2 separate regions of the Mus musculus genome follow, and region 1 is linked to region 2. The links are chromatin contacts, called in public HiChIP or PLAC-seq maps. All regions are on one chromosome and are shown on one strand. The core of a region is the stretch at or near the end of the contact, and the rest is flanking DNA. Distances in the headings are between cores, read along the strand shown. Region 1 holds the start of Pmel (premelanosome protein). Region 2 has its middle 18 kb from the start of Erbb3.

Region 1 (4,866 bases), core at 318-2,817, 100 kb before region 2:
GAGTTCGAGGCCAGCCTGGTCTACAGAGTGAGTTCCAGGACAGCCAGGGCTACACAGAGAAACCCTGACTGGAAAAAAAAAAAAAAAAAAAAAAGAAGAAGAAGAAGAAGAAGAAGAAGAAGAAAAAAGAAAATCACTGCAAGTTGTTGGACGCCAGCTGGGGTTACGTTGGGAGACCAGAGCTAAAACAGATGTCTGAAAAGAAAGGAATAAAATGGATGTCCACATCCCTTCACCCAAATCCAAAATCCACCAACATTTGGACACATTTGCTCTATCCTTCTTGGTTGCTGTTTTTGTCTAAAATATGTATTTAGAAGAAACTCTTGGACAAGTGAGGTGGCTTATGGGGTAAAGAGGCTTTCTGCCCAGCCTGACAACCTGAGTTTGTTCCCCAGACTCACATGGTAGTGGTGGGGGGACAGCCCCCAAACAAAAACTAAAGTCAGTGTGTGAAATGCAAGCAGAGTATCTTAAGGGCCTCACTCAGATGTGTGGGTATGAACAGAACATCGCAAACAACATCTCAGAAAAGTAATGAAAAGAAAAGAGAAATTATAGTACAAGTGAAGAAACCAGATATATATAATGTGTATGTATGTAATATATATATAATATATTACAGCACAGAGAAGTGTCCTTAACCCAATTCTAACGTCCACAGGAAGCCCAGGGTTCTGCTGGGAGGGGGGAGGGGGGGGGCTGTTCTATGTTCATCTCAGGGAGCGCTTGACCACTGAAGCAAGAACAGTCATAAGACGCACCATTCTTTTTGACTGCCCACTCTCCCTCCTCAGCAGCACGGGACATTCCAGACCCTCTCGCCATCCTTAACTCCCTCCTCTTGCTCCTGTCACGAGGTCTCAATCCCCCAGAGTCCTTTCATGTGATGCTCAGCTGAGACCCTTCTGAGACAAGCCTGGGATACATTCATCCATCCGCACCCCTGATGCAGAGGTGGTCTGTCAGTTTGGCCTTCCTGAATACCCTACTCTTTTTCTCTCTACTTTACATCTCCTATCACTGCATTTAAGATATTACCCAAAGGATCTCCATGTCACCATGGACATGTCACCATGTCACCTCCTTGGAGCCCCTATTTCGCTGAGTGCTCCAAGCAGCCTCAGAATTAGTGCCATGCCTTCTGCCCCCTGCATCAGATAGGGATACCTCTATGCTTGATCCTAAGGTTCACATCTAAAGCTGGGCACAACGGTTTAAGTATGTACTTAGGAGGTAGATGAGGAGTTTGAGTTCATCCGTGGGTACACAGTGAATCTGAGGCTAGCCTGGGCTACACTGGACCTTGTCTTGAACAAATAAAAAAACCAAACAAAACCATATCTTCACTAAAATCAAATAGGACAAGCCTAAAGTATTTTGACTTGTCTGATTAGAAGGGGGAAACCCAGAGCTGGTGTTCAATTGCTAATAGCACTTGCTCCTGACCACCCACCCACACTCACCTTCTAGGGCCCCCACAGCCAGCAGAGCACTCAGCACAAGCACGGGAAGGAAGCTCCTTCTCTGGACACCCATAGTGGTCCTCTTGCCAGCAGCCAAAGGTACCAGGGGGTGGGAGCGAGCCCCTATATAGAAAGGGATGGTCATTTGCATAGGCCTTCCTCCTCTCCCTCCAGAGGAGGGGAAACCTGGGAAGAAGGAAAGGGCCAGAACTGATTTCATCCCACACAGCTCAATGACAGTTTCTGGTTTCGCTGGGTCACATTCACTGACACACTTATTCTGGAAAGAGTTCACTGATGGGCAGCCTCAATTCACATACTTAACAGTCACAATTCAGCAAGACAGAGTGAAGAGAATTGTGTCAAACCAAGAGATCCTTAAGACAGAAACAGCACCTTTATCCAAAAGCATCCAGAAGGGGCTGGGAGGGTAGATTGCCAGCAATAAAACAACACAGGCAGCCAATGAACCCCGAAACAGTGAGACAGTATTAAGCTAGGCTGAGAAACGACTCTATTATCTAGCCAAAGAATCCTTTACAATAAGAGTCCCGATTTTCCAGCCTGGACTAGAGTTCCAGGACAGCCAAGATTACACAGAGAAACCTTGTCTCAGAAAAATAAAAAGAAAGCGGAGGGAGGCGAGAAGGAGGGAGTGTGTGTGGGAGAGAGAGAGAGAGAGAGACCGGATTTTGTGCCCCACATGGAGACCGAGACAAACGGATCTCTGTGAGTTCGAAGACAACCTGGACTTTTGAACGCATTCCAGCCAACAAGGGCTGCATTATGAGATGTTTCCAAAAAGCAGGCGAGAGTGCTGGAGAAACAGCACCGCTGTTAAGAGCGCAAGCCGCTCTTGCAGAAGACCAGAGTTCAGCTCCAGCACCCAAGTTAGGCTCACGACCGCCTAGAACCTCAGCTCCAGGGCACCTGCTGCTTCTGTGAAAACTTAAATGCAGACACACAGACCCACACACCATTTAAAATAAAATACATTATTCTTTTTCTTTTAAAGATTCCCAGGTTTTGCTTTTTAAAAGAGACTCTCTTGTCCAGGTGGAATTTTAATCTCACCCAAGGGGTGGTGAAAATTGTGAGGGAAAGGTAAGGAAATCCGTAGACCAGAAACACCACCAGTTCCGGCCTGCGGAGCCTAAACCAGGAACTGCGGGAAAGTTGTGCAGCTGCCCCGCGGCTCGCCCGCCCAGGGCGGGGCCTCTGAGGCGGGAGCGCGATGGTCCGGTCCGCCCTCGTGACGTGAACCAATCGGAAGGGCGGGGGGCGGGGCCAGGGAAACGCGGGAAGGAGGGGCGGGGTCTCGGATGGCCGTCTGGAGCAGTGGGGGAGGCGGCAACATTGTTTCAAGTTGGACAAATTGTCAAGGGCTGAGCTCTCCTTGCGTTCCATCCCGAGCTGGGACTGCCGTGCTCACCCGGGGTCCCCCAGGTCCTCCGCTCCGAGTGTCGGGCCCGCTTTCGTCAGGGTTCCCGGGCCCCGCTCCCGGGGGCCTGAGCCGCCTCACTAGCGCTCCATGGAGAACTTCCAAAAGGTGGAGAAGATTGGAGAGGGCACGTACGGAGTGGTGTACAAAGCCAAAAACAAGTTGACGGGAGAAGTTGTGGCGCTTAAGAAGATCCGGCTCGACACGTGAGTGGCCTCCGGAGCCGGAACTCCTTTGCCCGGACCTCTTGGCTGTCCCCCTCCCAACCCCCTACCCCAACAGGCGGGTAGCGTCCCCGGACCGGAAGGTAGCGGGGAGGGAGGGAGGGACGCGTGAAGCGAGCGGTGGGTTGGCCGACCGTGGAGGCTCTACCGGAGGAGACTGTCCGGGGCTGGAATCCAGGGGAAAGTTTCTTGCAGTGCTCCAGCCGGTGTGCTCCCAAATCTGCTAGCCGAGAGACTTGGGAAGAGAAAGTTGTGGGGTGGGAGCCCGGGATAGGAGGGGTCCAGGGCTGTTCGTGGAGTTGGGTTATGTGGTAACCAGAGAAAAGTTCCTTTCTGAATGGAGAGCTCTCCTCACTGCTCCAGCACCATACTTAGAACCCTCACTCTCTTTCAAAAGAATGGCAGTTGAGATTCACTGGCCCTCAGGGGAGGCCGGGAGCTACTCTCACCCCACTCCCCTATTACCTTTCTTCTGCTTTTCATTCACCTGGAGGCTCTTCTTACCTTTCACTGGAAAAAGAGGAAATAATGGCCTTAAATATGTCTAAAAGCCACACCCTAACTACCCAGAAATTAACTCCTCACAGCACCTCTCCTGTCTGCCTTCCTAAGGGGGCTGGGGGTTGTGTATCCCTGAGAGAATGATGTTTGTAACCGTATTCTTGTCTCTGTTTTCCCAACCTCTCCAAGTGAGACTGAAGGTGTACCCAGTACTGCCATCCGAGAGATCTCTCTCCTTAAGGAACTTAATCACCCTAATATCGTCAAGTAAGTCTGCTCTGAGAGATGATCACTATGACGAATTCTGCTTGCTTAGCCTCAGAATTTCTCTCCTTCAACTCCATTTCCTGGACCTTCTCTTGCAGGCTGCTGGATGTCATCCACACAGAAAATAAGCTTTATCTGGTTTTTGAATTTCTGCACCAGGACCTCAAGAAATTCATGGATGCCTCTGCTCTCACGGGCATTCCTCTTCCCCTCATCAAGGTAACCCTGTTCAGTGACAGCCCACAAATTTTAGGGAAAACTAGAGGCAGGTAATTCAGTCTGGTAATTTATTTTGGCTTTTTCTCAGACTTCAGACACTCCACCTTCTCCTACTCATTAGTCATTAACCCTAGGATGGACAGAAGAATCAAAATTGAGGAGCTTCTATGAGCCGGCAGCTCAGGTGGAAGGAGATCAGATAACACTCAGATAAAGGACACCCCCCACCCCCCCCCCACCCCCCGTTTCTCTGTATAGCCTTAGCTGTTTGGGAACTCACTCTGTAGACCAGGCTAGCCTCGAACTCAGAAATCCACCTGCCTCCCAAGTGCTGGGATTAAAGGCTTGCGCCACCACTGCTTGGCTCAGATAAAGGATATTGAGGGCAGTGGTGGTGGTGGGTTCCTTGAAAAAATTCTTTTACCTGTGATATGGGAAATGTAACCAGTGAGTCTCTGTTGTCTGTTTTTGAGCTGGGCCCACTCCTAGAACTACTTTGAATGTATCAGCAAGTACATATTCGACACACAGTTCAGCACCGTCAATGCGCTAGCCACAGGGTATTGAAAGGAAGGCAAAACTTGAGTAGTATCTGGTCTATATATCCTTGGCAGGCTGAAAATTCAGTGGAAAGACATTGTTGTTAAATGTGTGGTTGTGTTGTACTTATGTGTGTTGGTTCGTGCTTGTAATCCTAACACTTGGTAGGCTGAGGCAGAAGGATGTGTGTAAGTACAGAGGAAGCCAA
Region 2 (4,968 bases), core at 2,091-4,590:
GTGCCACCACGCCTGGCCCTGGAAGAGCAGTCTTACCAGCTGAGCCATCTTGTCAGCTATCTTGTCAGCCCCCCCACCCCCATATTCTCTCTTAACCCCTTCCCTCCCTCTCCCTGTTTGGTTTTCTTGTCCTAGTCTCCAGCCTCCATCCATCCATAACTATCTATTCTATCCCCTCTTCCTAGGAAGATCCTCCCCCCCCCCCCGTTTTTTGATTTGTTTTGTTTTGTTTTTTGAGACAGGGTTTCTCTGTGTAGCCCTGGCTGTACTGGAACTCACTTTGTAGACCAGGCTGGCCTCGAACTCAGAAATCTGCCTGCTTCTGCCTCCCGAGTGCTGGAATTAAAGGCATGCGCCACCACACCCGCCCCCCACCCCCACTTTTTGAAACGATGTCTCACTATGTAGCTCTTTAACTGTCCTATTAATTTGTTGTGTACATCAGACTGGCCCCATACTGGAGATCTGCCTGCCTCTGCCTCTGAGTGCTGGGATTAAAGGTATGAGCCACCACTGCCTGGAATCCTGTGATTTTTTTTTTCCCCTGTGATCCTATACAAAGTCATTTACTTGTTTTTTTTTTCTTTTTTGGTTTTTGTTTTTGTTTGTTTGTTTGTTTTTTGGGTTTTTTTGAGGGGGAGGGGGTTGAGACAGGGTTTCTCTGTGTAGCCCTGGCTGTCCTGGAACTCACTCTGTAGACCAGACTGGCCTCGAACTCAGAAATCCGCCTGCCTCTGCCTCTCGAGTGCTGGGATTAAAGGCGTCCGCCACCATGCCTGGCTCCATTTAATTGTTTTTTATAAATATATTCTCTTTTGTTTTGTTTTTAATATTTATTTATGTATTTATTTAATGTATATGAGTACACTGTCACTGTCTTCAAACACACCAGAAAAGGGCATAGGATCCCATTACATGGTTGTGAGCCACAAGTGGTTACTGAAAACTGACCTCAGGACCTCTGGAAGATCAGTCAGTGCTCTTAACCGCTGAGCCATCTCTCCAGCCCTATAAATATATCTTTTAAGTAATATTATTTATATTTTGTTTTAAATATTCAATTTTTAAAAGTTATGTGTATGAATGTTTTACCTGTATGTATGTGAACAGCAAATGTGCAGTGCCCTTGGAGGCCAGAAGAGAGCGTCAGATCCCCTGAAACTGGAATCAGAGACAGTGTGCTGAATTTGAATCCTCAGCAAGAGCAAGAAGTGCTCTTAATTGTTGAGCCATCCGAGTGGGGGTGGGTGGGTATGGGGGACTTTTGATATAGCATTGGAAATGTAAATGAGCTAAATACCTAATAAAAAATGGAAAAAAAAATTGTTGAGCCATCCCTTCAGTCCTGAATGTGTTACATTTAGTTCTTAGAACAGCCTTGCGCTGGCAAGACGGTTCAGAAGGTAGACTTGCCATCCAGTGCCCAGGATTCATGTAAAAAGACAAAAGGAGATTCTCTCTCTCTCTTTCTTTTAAAAAGAGACTTTCAGCCAGGTGTGGTGGCGCATGCCTTTAATCTCAGCACTCAGGAGGCAGAGGCAGGCAGATTTCTGAGTTCGAGGACAGCCTGGTCTACAAAGTGAGTTCCAGGACAGCCAGGACTATACAGAGAAACCCTGTCTCGAAAAAAAAAAACCAAACCCTCCCCCCAAAAAGAAGAAGAAGGAGGAGGAGGAGGAGGAGGAGGAGAAGGAGGAGAAAGAGAAGGAGAAGGAGGAGAAAGAGAAGGAGAAGGAGGAGAAAGAGAAGGAGGAAAAGGAGAAGGAGGAGAAGAAGGAGAAGAAGGAGGAGAAGAAGAAGAAGAAAAGAAAGACAGAGATAGGAGACCCCCAAAAGCAAAATATCTAACCAGACTAGCCAAACTGGTGAGCTTTGAGTTCAGCAAGAAATGCCTCAAAATACAAGGAAGATCTCAATATCAGTGGTGGCTACACACATGAGCTCACGGTGGGTGGTGCATACAGAAAGGTGGCTACATACATGTGCATACAGAAATACACATATGCATGTACATGACATACCCACACCTACACAAAGTCAAGCAATCTTTGAATTATTGTAAATATTGCCATTTAATAAATTTTATGGCCCTGCGGTGGTGACACATGCCTTTCATCCCAGCACTCGGGAGGCAGAGGCAGGAGGATTTCTGAGTTCGAGGCCAGCCTGGTCTACAAAGTGAGTTCCAGGACAGCCAGGGCTACACAGAGAAACCCTGTCTTGAAAAAAAAAACTAAATAAATAAATAAATAAAAATAATAAAATAAAATAAATTTTATAGGCAGGTATGGTGTTGAATATCTTTAATCCCAACACTTAGAGGCCAGAGGCAGGAGATCTCTATGAATTAGAGGTCAGCACGGTGAGTTCCAGGAGAGCCAAGGCTAAACAGAGAGACACTGTCTCAAAACAAACAAAACAAACCCCCCTACTTCTTTCCATACAATATATTTTGATCATGTTCCTTCTTCTCTGAAGCGGAAACGTCTAGTTTTGGAAAGTCAATTATGTCAAATGATGTTTTGCTGGGGCACACAGGTGAAAAGATTGTCTTGCTAAAGCAGACATGGTAAAGAATGTTTTCCTGAAGCAGGCACAGGTGAAAGGATGTTTTGCTATAGCAGATACGTGAAAGAATGCTGAGGAAGGAGTATAAATATGATCCCACAGACAGTGGGAGACGAGCACTGAGAATTGGTTTGGTTTTGCTCCACCTCGCTACTCTTCACTAACCCTGTCTCGGAAAAAAAAAGTCCTTCCCCCATATGTCTTCCTCTTTTTAAAGAATTATTTATTTTATGTATATAAGTACATTGTAGCTACTTCAGACACAACAGAAGGGGGCATCTGATCACTTTACAGATGGTTGTGAGCCACCATGTGGTTGCTGGGAATTGAACTCAGGACTTTCAGAAGAGTAGTCAGTGCTCTTACCCGATGAGCCATCTCTCCAGCCCCCCCGTCTACCTACCTTTCTTTCTTTCTTTCTTTCTTTCTTTCTTTCTTTCTTTCTTTCTTTCTTTCTTTCTTTCTTTCTTTCTCTCTCTCTCTCTCTCTCTCTTTCTCTCTCTCTCTCTCTCTCTCTCTCTCTTTCTTCCTTTCTTTCTTTCTTTTTTCCTTTTCTTTTTCTTTTTCTTTTCTTTTTTTTGAGATAGCATCACAGGCTGGATAGAATCACAAATAGCCCAGGCTGGCTCAGACTCTCCTTTAGCTGAGAATGACCATGAATTCCTGCCTCCACCCCCCAAGAATGGAATTCTAGGTATGTCACACTTACTCCAACTCTACAGTTGATTTTTTAAAAGTGTGCAGCCCAATTTGATAGCACTGGGACCCAGCCCTCAGGGTGGTGGGTGGGGGAGGAGGCACCAGGATCAGGAGTTCAGCCATTCTCCATCCTTGGATGCATCAAACGTTCAAGGTCAGCCTGTGCTGCCTGAGATCTTGACTCACAACAAGCAAAAGCAGCACTTCAGGTTGGAACATAGCTCAATGAGATCACCTACTCATGCAGGAGGCCCTGGGTCTGATCGCCAGTGCCCTTATAGACAAATACAAAACAAAACAAAAAAATAAAAAACAAAAACAAAGTTTGGAATTACCTCAGTGGTAAAGCACTTGCTTAGCATTTGTAAGGTCCTGGGTTTAGCCCTGAACAGTCCTCGCCTCTCAGAAGATTAATGTTTTAACAGCTTTATTGAATATAATAGGAAATGCAGTGATGGGTGCTAAGCACAGGTAATCCCATGGAGGGAGGGAGGGAGGGAGGGAGGGAGGGAGGGAGGGAGAGAGGGGGATATTTGCAGTGTGCAGGGGAGGAGAACTGAGACAGCTCCACAAAGCCACCCATTGTCAAGTCTGACAACCTGAGCCAATTCCAGAGCCCACATAGTAGAAGGAGAGCTTCCATGTACATGTGTGTACAAAAATATATTCTTAAATATTTTGGGGGGTTGGGGATTTAGCTCAACAGTAGAGTGCTTGTCTAGCAAGCACAAGGCCCTGGGTTCAGTCATCAGCTCTGAAAAAAAAAAGATAAAATAATATTTTTCAATGTTGTTGTTTGTTTGTTTGTTGTTTTTGTTTGCTTGTTTGTTTGAGGCAGGGTTTTTCTGTGTTGCCCTGGCTGTCCTGGAACTCACTCTATAGACCAGGCTGACCTTGAACTCAGAAATCCACCTGCCTCTGCCTCTCAAGTGCTGGGACTAAAGGTATGTGCCACCACTGCCTGGGTCAATGTATTTTTTTTTTTTATGCACATGAGTGTTCTGCCTTCTTGTGTGTATGTATGTATGTCCAGCATACATACATAGACAGAAGCCAGCTTCTGTATGCAGGTAAGTAAGAAGGTAGGCAAGGCAGGCAGGTAGACAGACAGACAGACAGACAGAAGCTCCTTTAAAGCAACAATTGGAGTTCCCCACTGAAATTTCTGGGCAGAGCAGAGTATCCTCTCTGGTGAGGCTTTCAAGCAAAAGAACAAACAGTCACTGTCCTGGCTGGTTTTGTGTGTCAACTTAGCACAAGCTGGAGTTGTCCCAGAGAAAGGAGCCCCCCTTGAGGAAATGCCTCCATGATCCTGCTGTAAGGCATTTTCTCAACTAGTGATCAAGGGGAGGAGGGGCCAGCCCATTGTGGGTGGTGCCATCCCTGGGCTGGTGGTCTTGGGTTCTATAAGAAAGCAGGCTGAGCAAGCCAGGGGAAGCAAGCCAGTAAGCAGCACCCTCCATGGCCTCTGCTTCAGCTCCTGCCTCCAGGCTCCTGCCCTGTGTGAGTTCCTGTCCTGCCTTCCTTTGGTGATGAACAGCAATGTGGAAGTGTAAGCAGAATAAACCCTTTCCTCTCCAAGTTGCTTCTTGGGGATGCGTGTTTTATGCAGGAATAGAAACCCTGACTAAGACAGTCACAGACAGAGACACACATCAAATTCAGCTCTTAACATCCACAAAAGCTGGCTGCACAGGACAT

Evidence for each region. HiChIP or PLAC-seq counts read pairs in DNA pulled down with a chosen protein or histone mark.
Region 1: a contact with region 2 is called in an H3K4me3 HiChIP or PLAC-seq map of embryonic stem cells, with 23 read pairs. The contact joins the promoter of Pmel here to the enhancer-like site in region 2. A contact is called at or near these places in 19 of 39 promoter capture datasets (the 3T3-L1 cell line, 3T3-L1-derived adipocytes, the C10 cell line and 12 more), 1 of 15 datasets of contacts at CTCF or cohesin (large pre-B cells), 5 of 484 Hi-C or Micro-C datasets (embryonic stem cells and nephron progenitors), 4 of 115 datasets of contacts at active chromatin or transcription factors (the SCID.adh cell line, embryonic stem cells and pro-B cells) and 4 of 9 other capture datasets (adipose tissue, liver, macrophages and 1 more).

The regions. Positions count from the first base shown.
Region 1 is chr10:128,702,959-128,707,824 of GRCm38.p6, reverse strand. Pmel (premelanosome protein) reads right to left here and starts at 1,567. Exons shown (of 11, transcript NM_021882.4): 1 at 1,467-1,567. The coding sequence starts at 1,539. Cdk2 (cyclin-dependent kinase 2) reads left to right here and starts at 2,774. Exons shown (of 8, transcript NM_183417.3): 1 at 2,774-3,113; 2 at 3,822-3,899; 3 at 3,998-4,118. The coding sequence starts at 2,998.
Region 2 is chr10:128,605,068-128,610,035 of GRCm38.p6, reverse strand. No RefSeq gene overlaps it. Among named protein-coding and RNA genes, the nearest start is that of Erbb3, 18 kb to the right of the region's middle. Within about 2 kb of position 3,340, at least 17 of the 459 cell types and tissues checked have an H3K27ac peak or open chromatin away from gene starts, as enhancers often do. A contact at or near this core is called in embryonic stem cells and trophoblast stem cells, where this site is marked.